Regions from separate parts of the Sus scrofa genome. Here all the other regions are linked to region 1. The links are chromatin contacts, called in public Hi-C and promoter capture Hi-C maps. All regions are on one chromosome and are shown on one strand. Each heading gives the region's core, a stretch centred on a gene start, on an enhancer-like site or on the middle of the called end of the contact. The rest is flanking DNA. Distances are from core to core; before and after follow the strand shown. Region 1 holds the start of ASXL1 (putative Polycomb group protein ASXL1). Region 2 overlaps NOL4L (nucleolar protein 4-like). Region 3 holds the start of KIF3B (kinesin-like protein KIF3B).

Region 1 (4,497 bases), core at 1,380-3,879:
CTTCTTTCCTACCAAAATAGATTTTAAAAATGTTCCTGGTATTATGCTAGCCACCAATCTCAGCAAGGTCGGGGGCAGTATGAAACTGCCCCCAAGTCAGTGCACCTGAGTGCCATGGCAAGAACTCCAAATTCACCTGTTCAAAGAGTAATTAGATCCAATCTACGATCCAACCATTACAGCTCACTCAGGTCAAGCTGCTTGCTCTCTCTCCAGCGTAAGCGCTCACAAACGCTCCAGCACTTGTTACACCGTTTTTTTTTTTTTTTTCAATGAGGGGAGAAAAGTTCTTGCTCACCCACCAACTGATCCCATCCAAAGAGACCGAAAACTCTAAACAAAGAATAATAAAACATACGCAGACTTACACACCATAGTCCTACAAGTCAGCTTCCAGGTATCTAAGTGCACCAGAAAGTAATTCCTATTCATGTTAATATTTTTTAAATGAATAACCATAGAAGAAAAAGAAGATAAAGAACATACCAGGATAATCTGGCAAGAGTTGAGACAATGGTAAAACAGAAATAGCAACCTGGATACTGAAGTGCAAATAACAGTAAATTCAAGAACCTAAAGAGACTTAACAGAACAGTGGACCCCAAATTCCTAGTGCCTTTCAACCAGGAAGAGCTAACAGAGCTTTGAGACAAGCGGACTTTAGAATTCCGTCAGTACATAACACAGGATTTAAAGGTACTTTCACCTACCTCTAACAAGTAAAACTCTGGCAAGCAAATTTCCTTCTGGTGCCCAAAGTCATAAACACCTGCATAACAGAAACTCAAGAGGAGAATTTCAATGAAAAGACCCAACTCAAGGAGAAAGAGAGCACGGCCTTCTGGCTCTCTCCTACTCTCCTTCAGGCCTCAATTTGTTTCCAGGTGAAGAAACATTGGAAAAATCCTAAAGTTAACAAGAGATCCTGAAAGCTAACCAAAACTTCCAAACTTGACTGAATCTGAGAAAAATATTTAGGTACCTCGAAATCTTCATATTTCATATGCCAAACCAAAACAAGTTAACTGAAGCACAAAACTTCAACACACAAACTAATTGCTACTTCTGTTCCTTGGGTAACAGATGCCTGGGGAAGATGATCAGGTACTCCAAATTTTTCCTATAAACTAAACAGCATTAGTTCTTTTTAAGTCAACGACTGAGTTTTACAGGCTCCAAGAAAGAAAAAGTTGAACCATAGTTTTCTAAAAACCTCAAACACACGTTCATCTTCTTCTGCACAACACCTCTGAGGCAAGAACCTCACTCTCCAATAAAATGAAAGATTAGAAAGTTGAGCTTCATTCATCATTAAAAGTGAATTATAGCAATTGCATATAAACTACAAGTTGTCGAGAGACAAGTGTGCCATCTGCACTATAACCCTGCTTTGTGATAATTCTGAGAAAGTGACATTTCTGAGACAAGTATAACCTGTTACTACTGTCATCAGCAAGATTTTATAAGAATATGTCTCAAAGTGTCTTAGCTTTGTGGGTGCAAATCCAAAAGGAAGATATTTCACTTGCAAGTCTTGTGACACTGAGAACAGAAAATTCACAACCTCCCTCACCAGACAGCTCCAAATACTCAAATTACTCTCTCCTTTGCTAAGTCCTCAGTAAGCAGTATCTTCAGAGACACTTAGTCTTTGTCCAACACTGCATGTATACATGCACCAGGACAACAAGGAATAGAGAACACACAGATACATTCTTTGCAAAGTGTACTTAGTTCTCTGCAGAATGCCTATGTCCAGACTTATGAAGTCCAGTCAGCAGTTCTCAAAGTGTGGTCGGTGGGCCACCTGCATTACAACCAACCTGGGTAGCTGGTTAAAATGAACATACTCAGGCTCTACTTCAGAATCTAAGACTCAAAAGGTCTTAGGTAGGACCCTAAGATGAGTATTCATTAACAACCTCCCCAGGTGTCCCCACAGGACACTAAAGTTTGAGAACCACAGCTCAGGGTTCAAGCTGGGAGTAAGCATTTGTTTCCCTCCACACACCTGGTTTAGATTTCGAAATCTCAAAATGCCACTCGCGTCCTTGAAACTGGGGGCTCTTTCCCACCCCCGGAGTCAAACGCACTACCCCACTGCCCACCAGGAAGCGAGGGAGGAGCTTCCGACCTTTCCCGGAAACCTAACTCCCCCGGGTGCACAAACGAAGCTTCCCCAGACCCCCGAGATACTGCCAAATAGTGGGGGAGGGGTGGCTGAGGCCCCGCCGCCCGGAGAGGGAGGAGCCGGCCAGCCAGCTCGCCCCTCCGCAGGAATTTGGGGGGGGGGGAAGCGTGCAGAAAAAGGCGCCACATCCGACCCGGCGGGGGACCTCTCCCCACCGAACGCCTTGGGGGGGGACTGTCCCGTTCCCGAGTGGCCCGCCCCCTCCTGCGGTGGGCAGGGCTTTCACCCCTCCCCCTCCCGGTGGGGGGGTGCCCGCCCAACCCACCCTCCACACGCCCCCCCACCAAGCCCCCCTCTGCCGCCCGCCTCACCAGGCGCGCGGCCTCGGCCCACGTGCGCTCCTTCTTCCTCTTCTGTTTGTCCTTCATCCTCCTCCTCCCCGGCGGCGGCGGCGGCGGCGGCGGCTCCACGCGGGACCTCCGGGCGGGGTGGGCTAGGGCGGCGGCGGCGGCGCGGGGCTGGGGCGGCGGCGGCGGCGGCGGCGGCGGCGGCAGCAGCAGCGGGGGGCGCGTGGCGGCGGCGGCGCGCGAGGACTCGGGTGCGGCCGGGGAGAAGGGGCGGGCGCGCTGGGGACCGGCTGGCGCGAGACCCGGCGCGAGGACGGCGGTGGGGGAGGGGTGGCGGCTCCACGCGCCCGCGCTGCGTCAGTCGCCCGCGGCGGCGGTGGCGGTGGAGGCGGCGGCAGCAGTGGCCCCGCGATCGCTAAGGAATGCGGCGGCACCGCATAACCATGGGGTCAGAGGTCACAGCTCTGGCCTCCGCTTTCCCGCTCTGCTGAGGGGCCAAGACTAGACTGGCGGCGGGGCAGGAAGGCGAGACGCGGCTTTCCCTTCGGCGCCAGGGTATATGCGTGTCTGCTGTGGGTGTGTGTGAGTGTGTGTGAAGAGTGAGGAGGGGGACTGTGGGGTTTTTTTTTTTTTTTTTTTTTTGAACAAAAACAAACCGAAAAGGTGGCTGGGAGTCGTAGTCCAGGCTGCCTGTCTGGCCTCTCCCGCTCCGGAAGAATATGGCTGCTTGCAACCTTCGGACCACACTTCCCGGCGATCCCAGCGGCCCGTCTTTTCCGCCCTCCCCTCCTTTCCTCCGCCCCGCGCAGAGCTCGGTGAGGAAGGGGGAAAGACAGTCTTTCGGGGAAGGGGCTGGGTGGAGTCTCGCGAGGTGCGGGAACTGGATGGGGGCCTGAAGCATTATGGGAGGTAATGCTGGGAAGGGGCGGTGGCTGGATCCCCACCACACCACCTCCACCGTGCTAGGTTTAACCCCTTCTGCGCTTCTCTCTTGCGGGCCGTCGCGCTGTTAAGGGTGGGGATTGACAACTGGTAGCTCAACCCCCACCCCCCACTTAGTGCCTTTCTCCGCCTAAGCGATTCTCACGGACACTTCTTGTAGGTGACAAGTGACAGGACTTTCCCTTTTGGTCCTCCGCTAAATGACTCACTGCCGCATAATAATGAGACAAAAAGAAACTCATACCAGTAAAACGGTTATTTCATGATTGAGGGACCTAGACAGTTTCCCATTTCCTCCTGTGCTTTCATGCCGCTTTGTGTTTGCAGAAGCTGTATTTGCAGAAGCTGCACCCCAGCCCACAGTGTTCTTACCACCTAGTGAACTTGGTGATATGGGTGGTGTAAAGAACTTGGACTTAGGGGCCATACTTTCCAGAATGCACCTGAGGCCTTTTTTGAGGCAGTACCCTGGAGAGAACACAGAACCTGGGGTCAAACGGACCTAGACCAGCCAGTCCAGGTTATCAGCGTAATACCTAACAGCATTATTGAGATTAAAATCAACATAAAACACCTGGCATGTTGGAAGAGGGTGTGAATGGGTATATATAATTTGGCTCCTGGCATAGAGCTAGTGTTTAATAGGTACCGGGCTGAGAGGCAATGGGCAATGTATTTACCCTCTCTGAGCCTTGGTTGCAGAGCACGAAATGAAATGAGATTCAGAGTACCCAACACATAGGTTTTCTGTGCCTGGTTGTTGAATCAGCCAATATCCAGAAACATTCCTAGAATCAGCCTTAAATTGGATAATGGCCAGTTCTTTAAAATTAGGGAGGAAGGGTCAGTGGCCATATTTGAAAGTTTTTCCCTCTGAGGAAGCACACTCTTCACTCCCTGAGGTCAGCACACGGGAGAGCCAATGCTTAGGGAAGACCAACACCATGCTGCCCAAGCCTAACAAGGAGTTCAGTGCTCCTGCTTGCTTGCTTGCTTTTTATGGAAGTTCCCAGGCTAGGGGTCAAATGGGAGTTGTAGCTGCCAGCCTACACCACAGCCACAGCAATTTGGGATCCA
Region 2 (4,497 bases), core at 1,474-3,973, 120 kb before region 1:
GGGGCGGGGGCCGCTGGCCGGAGCGAGGGCGCGCGCACGGGTTAAGTTGGATTTACACCTCCGTCCGCCGCTCTCCGCTTCTCCACCTAGTCCTCCAAGGCCGGACACTTTTGGGGCAGCGGGGTGGGGGAGTGCAATTCACGTTTTTATTCCAGCCGCTTGGGTTCAGAAGTGACTCCCCCCCCCGCCCCACTCCCACTTGGAGCTGCGTTGCCCGAGTCCAATCGCCCTTACCCGGCTGCGCTTCCTGGGGGAAGTTCTCATTAAGCCTAGCTAATTAGCATTATTCCTGGAGAAAGGTTAAGGTTAGACCGTCCTTTTCCTTATCGGGAGGCCCACCCCCTCCTCCCCATTCCCTTCTTCCTCCCTCCTCCCCAAGAGCACAAAAGCACGGAAAGAAAGTGTGAAGAGGCGCAGATCAATGGAGAAGCCACAAACCCATTAATTCAAATGGAACCTTTTTTACCCCCTCTAAAACATTGATTTTTCTTTCTGTCTGCTCTGAGGGGAGATTAATAACCTCCTGATTTCACCTGAAATGGTGTTTGGACTCTGTGATTTCCTCCTCTTTCTGAGAAGGATTGTGGCTTGAAATAGATTCTCCCTTGAGATAAAGCCCTACTTATCCCAGAATCAGCTGGAAACCCCAGCCTGGGCCCCCGTCCTCCCAGGTGGGGGGGGTGTGGGGCGCTCACAACTCCTCCAGAGAGAGTCATGACCTGTGGCCCTGTCTTGCCTTGCTCCCTGCTTGGCAGCTGTGGGTTGTTCTGGGGGAAGGGGGGAAGCCCACTCAGGGCCCAGCCCCCAGTGGTAGTTTAGCCCCCAGGTAGTAAATTACCCCGTCATTGGAAAACCATTAGTGCCTAAATATGTCCTTGAATATCATCAAGCTCCTGCGTGACCCCAGCTCCAGGTGGGCTTGTTTTGTGGAGCTGGGCTTGGAGACAGCACCTCCTCCCATACCCACTGGCTGAGGAGCAAGACGCCATTCAGCACCTTCCTGAGGAACAGCAGGAGCAGAGCACCCAGGGCCTTCCTCCCAGTTGAGAAGACTGATTTGGGAGAATGGATGTGGCCCCTGGCACCTCAGGGCCACGTGGAGCTGAACTGCTCAAGAACTTTTTGCTCTTGTCTGGGTCCTTTTCTTGGAAGGAGACTCCTGCAGAGGATGGGTGCAGGGTGGTTTCTCTCTAGCCCTCTTTTTGGCTGGGAGAACCCTGCCTGCTGAAGCTCATCTCTCCAGCCTCCCTTTTCAAGACACCCCTGTTAACGGCAGGGCCTGGGGTATCAATGAGGCCCTCGTGGTGAGGAGTGCTGGGAAAACAGCCAGTTGCCTTTGCTGGGGAAACAAAAGCCCGTTTTACACTCAATTCACTAGTAGGAAGGTGTTGAAAATGCTCACCCCAGCATCCAGGCACCCATGACAGCAGAGACAACAGAGCATCTCCGTGTAGATGCGAACATGTTTCTGACAGACCGTGTGTAGTGTGTGTGTGTGTGTATGTGTGTGTGAGAGAGAGAGAGAGAATACCTAAAATGTGGTAGGTGACTGGCTATGTCAGCCCTCCCCACTTCACATTTCCCAGAAGAGCCTGTGCTTGTGTGGCTAGGAAGCAGAGGAGGTGTGCTGGCAGAAGGAGTGGAATTGTGCTAGAGTGTCCCCAGGAGGCTGGCCTCCTCCCCCGGTGGCCAGGTGGGCTTGGGATGTAGCATGAAGCAGCAGCCTTGGGACCCCACAGCTCCCAGGAGCTGTGGCTCAGACCACCCTAAGATTTCATTTGTGCTGTTCCTTCCCAATGGGGATTTGAACCCTCATTGCTTTAGATCCTGGGGGGTTTTCTCTTCATTAATAAGCCGTCTGATGAACTGAAGTGGTTAAGTTGGGGTCAAATGTGGTTCAGTACCTTCTTGGCATGCTCAGAAGGTTGTGTGTGTAATGCTTGCTGACATGGAGACAAGGGGGGGAGATTGCCTCGCACTGAAGAATTTCCAGGGCCTAGAAGGGGCCTGCAGGTGTTCTAGAAGGAGGTACTCACTTTCTCCATCTTGGTGCCCGCCTGCTTGGGGTAGAGCCGGTGCTGGGGGAACTGCCTTGAGCCTGGTGGTCCTTTCAACAGGATCTTCAGCCTTTCATCAAAGAGACCCCCCAGGGGCTGGACAGGGAAGAGGTCTGTTCCCAGAAACGGCCCAGGCACATGCCCGCCTCCCACCCCTCCTCTGAAACACATACCCGAGGCTCCCGGTCAGGGCTTACGGTTTGCAACTGCACCATTCCCAGCAAATCCTCCTCCTTTGCTCCCTCAAAGCAAGTGGTAGAGATAGAATTACAGCTCTGAGGAAGGAACTGGAAAATGTTGTGTGAGGCACACCCCAGGATCCCTATCCTGGAGGATGCAAATGGCTCAACTTCAGAGGTACCAGGAACCCAGTTCCCAAGAAATTGACCCCAGTTGTAAAATAATCAGGTTACTGATAGCACCTGCCCCTAGTTACAGCCATGGATACAGGCGCGTTTCCACCATTTCCCTCTGGTCTCCCATTTTCTCCTCCTCCTGGGCTGGGCAGCAGTTGGTGCTAGTTTGCCTGCAGAGGAGGTAGGGCCTCAGAACCTGGGTGGAGAGAAACTGAACCTGCCCGTGAATTTTGGACTGCAGATAAGAGCAGGGAGGGTTTGGTCGTCTCCTCTCCTTCTGCTCAGAGTCAGGGCTCCCAGATTAGGGCGTGTCCCAGGGCCTGTCTGGGTGCCATACGCCCGCCCCCCATCCCTTGGCTGGCTCTTGAGTTCCCTCCCCAGAAGGGCAGTTGGCTCAGTCGCCCTGCGAGTGGCTCAGGCCCTTTGGTGCTGAATAAATGATGGACTTTTATCAACAGGTGGGCAAGGCTGCAGCCTGCAGGGTGTCCGAGGGCAGAGGTAAGAGGAGTCAGGGGGAATGACTAGCCAGTCACATGAGGTCTGGGTAGGGGGGTGGCCTGGAAGTAAGGGATTATATACACTCTTATTTTCTAAAGGAAATTTCATTAAAGTTTGTTTACAGAAAGAGAAATTAGGAGTTCCCCTCGTGGCACAGTGGTTAACGAATCCGACTAGGAACCATGAGGTTGCAGGTTTGATCCCTGGCCTTGCTCAGTGGGTTGAGGATCTGGTGTTGCCGTGAGCTGTGGGGTAGGTTGCACACGTGGCTCGGATCCCGAGTTGCTGTGGCTCTGGTGTAGGCCGGTGGCTACGGCTCCGATTAGACCCCTAGCCTGGGAACGCGGGAAGCGGCAAATAAATAAATAAATAAATAAAGGTGTCCCTTCTTAAAAAAAAAAAAGGAAAGAAAGAGAAATTAGCAGAGTGAATTCCTGTGAGGTTCCAGAAGGGAAAAGCAAGAAGTGCCCAACTTGTGACCTCTGGGCTAGCAGGGGGAGCACCTGGGGTCCATTCACAGGGCTGGGGTTCCTGTCGTGGCTCAGTGGAAATGAATCTGACTAGGAATCATGGGGCTGTGGGTTCAATGCCTGGGCTCACTCAGTGGGTTAAGGATCCGGCGTTGCCATGAGCTGTGGTGTAGGTCGCAGATGCTGCTCAGATCTGGCATTGCTGTGGCTGTGGTGTAGGCCAGCAGCTGTAGCTCCGATTAGACCCCTAGCTTGGGAACCTCCATATGCTGCAAGTGTGGCCTTAAAAAAAAAAAAAAAAAAAAAAAAAAAATTCTCAGGGCTGAGGCCCAGCCTCATAACCTGGGCCAGCACCTCCTGCAGGTCCCTTAGGCCTCCCCTGCTTTTCGTTGATGGACTCAGAACCGTGTGTACTGGTAATTGCCTGTGTGATTGGCTTGCTCCCGGGGCCTGGGCTCGGTGTGAGTGGGCGAGGCTACAGTCTGCCCTCCACAGCGGGGGGCTCTGCTTTGGCAGGTAGATGGCCAGAGGGGTCTGGGAAGCCTTCTCTCCCAGATCAGCCCTGAAAGTAAGGGTGTGGGAGCTAATTTTGATTGGAATTTATATTGAGGGGGGGTTGAAGTTAGGTTAATTGCTTCAATTTCTCACTTAAAAAAATTGATGTATGACTAGGTGTCAAAAGCTTAGCTAGAACCATCATCCAAAAGCAAGGATTCACGTGGCCCCTTGCCGGGGGCCGTGGGAACACTGGCTGGGGAGAGCTTGACAGTCAGTAGATACCTGAGGAGGGGCTTTCCCAGCCCCCACTCTCTCAGCGCTTACAAGTGGGTCAGAATTTTTCGCTCTCTCTTCCCCTGAATGACAGGGAGGGAGAGAGCCCTGCCGCAGTCATGGCGCCCCAACACAGCACTGGCACAGGGTAGATCGCCGTAAATGCAAGTGCCTGTTGACTCACTGAAGAGAGTGAACGAGGCGTGAGTGTAAACGTACTTCCGTCTCCCATGGGTTCCCATTAGGTGTCATCCTGAGACACTTTGTTGTTGAGGAATCTGGTTCTTTCGATTGGGGGGAGGAAGGGTTGTGAGGTGGCCCCTCGGTGTGATGGGCTGGTCTGTG
Region 3 (4,497 bases), core at 1,001-3,500, 72 kb after region 1:
ATGTTAAGCCCAAATAACAATAGCTAATGTTTACCAAACACACCAGGCACTTTACATGTATCAGGCACCAATAAATCCTCACAACAGTGATATATGGTGGATACAATTATCATCCCCCTTTTACAGATGATGAAACTGTAGCACAAAGAGGTAAAGTATACTGCTCAGCAGCACATAACTTGGAAGTGGCAGAGCCAAGTTTTGAATCCAGGCAGCCTGATTCCATGCTTAAAACACTAGCCCACAATTGGAATTGCATGGTACCACTGAAAGGGCCTACAAAATACTCCTCCCACTTGAAAGAGGAGGGAACTAGAGGAGAGAGAAGCCTCTTTTAAACATTCCAGCTCTTTTTTGAAGTCCACACTATGGATGGTATCTATTTAAATGAAGCTTTATGTAAGATCTTGTTTCCTTGCCAGTGGAGGAAAAGCCTCTAACCATAGCAGTCAGAAGCAACAAAAGAATACCCTTGTGGCTTTGTAACAGCTACAGCTGAGAAATCAGAGACATCCTGGTGAGGGGGAGAAAATACAGGATTTACCTGGAAACATGTTCAGCTCCACCATTTAATATGTATAAGATTTTTAGGCAAGTCATTCACTTTTCTTAGCCTCAGTTTTCTTATCTTCAAAATAGGGATGACATCACCACCTACCTGGCAAAGTCTATGTGAAGATTAAGTGAGATAATACACCTGAAAAGTACTTCTTAATCATATATAGTTCATTCTCAATACTTGTGGGGGAATGGTTGCAGGAACCCCCATGCATACCAAATCCACAGATGCTCAAGTCCCTTATATATAAAGGTGAAGTAGGTGTATCTTCATTGAAAAAACCCATGTATCCCGTAGACTGATGCGGTTCAAACCCAGGCTAAGGGCCAATCACACCTGTAAATAGCTATTACTGTTTCAAGCACTTCTCAAAAGACATGAAGATAACTTTTTTTTCTTCCTTCCTTTCTTTTTTCTTTCCTTCGTCTTTTTAGGGCCACGCCCAAGGCATATGGAGGTTCCCAGGCTAAGGGTCCACTTGGAGCTGCAGCTACTGGCCTACGCCACAGCTCGAGGCAATGTCAGATCCTTAACCCACTGAGCGAGGCCAGGGATTGAACATGCATCCTCATGGATACTAGTCAGATTCGTTTCACCGAGCCACGATGGGAACTCCCCAAAGATAACTTTTTCTTTTGTAAGAGTCAAAAAGGTATAAGTAGAAAATAAAACCATAACCCCAGGAATCTACAAGGACTTGGTCCCCCACCAGGGCTACTTGGTCCACACCACCTCTCTTGCTCTGAGCAGAATGGAGAAGTAAAGCTGAGAGTGGAGGGATGTCAAACGGTAAGAAGTGGGGGGCGGATATCCACATGAGCTGGTGCACTACACACCTAAAGCCTACCTGTCTCAAAGTCATGGCCTCCAGGAAGCCTTGCCCAAACCACCCCACATGCCTCAGAACAGCTTGCTGAGCACTTACTATGCCAAGCTACCTGATATACCTGTCTCAATGGACTCTCACAGTGGTTCATTAATGCATTTTACAAATAAAGAAAAGGCTCACAGAGATTAATGTGCCCAAGGCCACAAAGTTACTCAGTGGAGATGCAGAGTCACAAATCCAGACACTCAGACTTCAAGCTGGACTCTTGGCCCCCAAGCCAGGGTGCCCTAAGAATTCTCATCTTAACCACTCTGAGCCGCAACTGTTAGGACCTCATTGGACAAACAGGTCAACTGAGACCAAGATGGGAAGGTACTTGCCCAAGGTCACAGGTGAGCCAGGGGCAGCGCCTAGGTTCTGACCCCAGGCTTTCGCTTGCCCGCCTCCCTCTAGAGCTGGGTCCGTGACCTCGACCCCTCGCGGCCGGGTTTGGGGTCAGGCAGCACACCTCCGCCCGGAGGAGGAGGGGCGAGACCGCCCGCACTGCCAGAAGATGCCCGGGAGGCAGGGCTGAGGATGCTCCCGTTCCCGGAGCAGCATAGTCGGTGTTGCTGCCCCGCGGTACTCCCGGAAGATCCCAGGCGGCGGAAGGATTGGCCCTGCCCGGCAGTTGATCGAACATCTCCCCTGACTCACCTGCGGCCCGAGCCGAAAGCGGGCAGCGGCGGCGGCTGCGGCGGCGGCAGTAGTGGCGGCGGCGGCGGCGGGGGCGGTGGCGAACCGTGAGGCTCAGCCATTCCCCGCTGCCCCGGATGGGGAGAGACGGCGGCCGCTCACTTCCTTAGCAACCCGGCAAGGCGACCCACTTCCTTAGCAACCAGTGTCAATTTCAATAACTTTATTGGGACACGAGTGGCGGACATGGAAAGCTTGTCTGGCGAGGTGGGGCGGGGCGAGACAGGGAGAGGAGGGCTGGGGCGGCAAGGTACCGGCTCTTTGTAGGTACCTTGTCTCAACATCCTTGAGACTTTTCACGCATTTAAAGGGTGTGAGAGGGCGCGACATGGCCTAACTCTACTTGCTAGTATCTCGTGCCTCAGTTTGCCCATCTGTAAAATGGAACGCAATGGCTTGATCTCTCCATTTGACCTTTCCTAAAGCGCTTTCGCATCCATTATCTGCCTTGCATCTCAAACGGCTACTGAGATAGTTCATATTTAGGGTCTGGCCGGTCACTCAAGCCAAAAATTTAGGAATCATTCTTATCTCTTCCTTATCCTTCACTCTCCCCCACATCCAGTCACCACGTCCCTTAGTGTACCTCTCAAATATTTCTGCCTCCACCGTTCTCCATCTCAGTGCCACCCCACCAGGCCAGGTGGAGTTCTTCCTGTGTCTAGTGTGCCTGCCATATCTGATCTCTTCTTCTACTTTTTTGTCTAGTCCTGACCTGACAATTATTTTCCACAAGGTGGCCAAGGTGATTTTTTTTTGGGGGGGGTGTCTTTTTAGGGCCACACCTGCAGCTTATGGAAGTTCCCAGGCTAAGGGGTCGAATCAGAGCTGCAGCTGCCAGCCTACCCACAGTCACTGCAATGCCAGATCTGAGCTGCATCTGCAACCTACACCACAGCTCACGGCAACACTGGATCCTTAATCCTCTGAGTGAGGCCAGGAATCAAACCCAAATCCTCATGGATACTAGTCCTATAATTAATCTGCTGAGCCACAGTGGGAGTTGCCCAACTCCCCAAGTGATCATTTTAAAACATGAAGGAGTTCTCATCGTGGCGCAGTGGTTAACGAATCCCACTAGGAACCATGAGTTTTCGGGTTCCATCCCTGGCCTCGATCAGTGGGTTAAAGATCCAGCGTTGCTGTGAGCTGTGGTGTAGGTTGCAGACGCAGAGGATCTGCGTTGCTGTGGCTCTGGTGTAGGCTGGCAGCTACAGCTCCGATTAGACCCCTAGCCTGGGAACCTCCATATGCTGTGGGTGGGGCCCTAGAAAAGACAATAACAATAATAATAAAAACAAACATGAAACACAGCATGGCACATTCCACTTAACATCATTCATGTACTCCCACTGCTTTTAAAATCGATACAACTCTGTTCCAGCTAGAATGGCCTGGAAGGCCAGTTCCATATTCCTTTTCTGCAGGAACTCAACCTGCTGTTACACACTCTGTAGAAGCTCCTGAGAGCAGGGTCCCTTCATTCACTGTTTTGTTTTGTTTTTTGCTTTTTAGGGCTGCACCTGCCACATATGGAGGTTCCCAGGCTAGGGGTCAAATTGGAACTGTAGCTCCTGGCTTATACCACAGCAATGCAGGATCCAAGCCTCATATTCGACTTACACCACAGCTCACGGCAACGCCGGATCCTTAACGCACTGAGCAAGGCCAGGATCGAACCTGGGTCCTCATGGATGCTAGTCAGATTCGTTAACCACTGAGCCACAACAGGAACTCCTTCATTCACTGTTATATCTGTTTTGCCTAAAACCATGCCTGCTTGGTCCATAGTAGTAAATATACATTGAATATTGAATGAAAGAATGAATGTCTGGGATACTCTTCCGCACCCCATACCCTAGCGTGGGAGGTATTGCTACTTACTTCCCCTGCATTTTTTTCCTGGCTCCTTAACACACAACTGGACTATATTCTCCAGCCTTCTCCATGGCTCAGACCAAGTTCTGGCCAACTGAATATGAGAGGTACCATTCTCAGGCCTGGCTGGTAGAAACCTCCCATCCAATTGTTCATCCTTTCTCTACTTTAATGTGAAGGAATTTAATGGGCACAAACTGGCCCAACACTGTAAATCAAGTACACTTTCATAAAAAAATACAGTAAAATAAATAAGCTACAAGGATAGCTTAGAGCATCATGAATATAGTTAATAGTCTAATAATAACTATAAATGGAATATAACACAAATTTTTTTTTTTTGTCTTTTCGCCATTTTCTTGGGCCACTCCCACAGCATATGGAGGTTCCTAGGCTAGGGGTCGAATCGGAGCTGTAGCCACTGGCCTACACCAGAGCCACAGCAACGCGGGATCCGAGCCGCGTCTGCAACCTAAACCACAGTTCACGGCAACGC

What was found. Promoter capture Hi-C pulls out the DNA fragments that hold promoters and counts their contacts. A called contact is a pair of places that touch in the nucleus more often than the background predicts.
Region 2: a contact with region 1 is called in a promoter capture Hi-C map of fetal liver, with 2.7 times the contacts expected there. The contact joins the enhancer-like site here to the promoter of ASXL1 in region 1. A contact is called at or near these places in 1 of 5 promoter capture datasets (fetal liver), 4 of 47 Hi-C or Micro-C datasets (fetal heart ventricle, fetal skeletal muscle, fibroblasts and 1 more) and 2 of 2 datasets of contacts at active chromatin or transcription factors (alveolar macrophages and skeletal muscle).
Region 3: a Hi-C map of embryonic fibroblasts shows a contact between it and region 1, with 2.3 times the contacts expected there. The contact joins the promoter of KIF3B here to the promoter of ASXL1 in region 1. A contact is called at or near these places in 2 of 5 promoter capture datasets (fetal liver and liver) and 6 of 47 Hi-C or Micro-C datasets (embryonic fibroblasts, heart right ventricle, liver and 1 more).

What each region holds. Positions count from the first base shown.
Region 1 is chr17:35,984,110-35,988,606 of Sscrofa11.1, reverse strand. It overlaps ASXL1 (putative Polycomb group protein ASXL1), which reads right to left and starts at 2,629. Exons shown (of 12, transcript XM_021077427.1): 1 at 2,503-2,629. The coding sequence starts at 2,559.
Region 2 is chr17:36,103,862-36,108,358 of Sscrofa11.1, reverse strand. All of the region lies in intron 4 of NOL4L (nucleolar protein 4-like), which reads left to right. Among named protein-coding and RNA genes, the nearest start is that of NOL4L, 95 kb to the left of the region's middle. Within about 2 kb of position 2,723, at least 4 of the 83 cell types and tissues checked have an H3K27ac peak or open chromatin away from gene starts, as enhancers often do. A contact at or near this core is called in fetal liver, where this site is marked.
Region 3 is chr17:35,911,967-35,916,463 of Sscrofa11.1, reverse strand. KIF3B (kinesin-like protein KIF3B) reads right to left here and starts at 2,250. Exons shown (of 9, transcript XM_021077424.1): 1 at 2,085-2,250.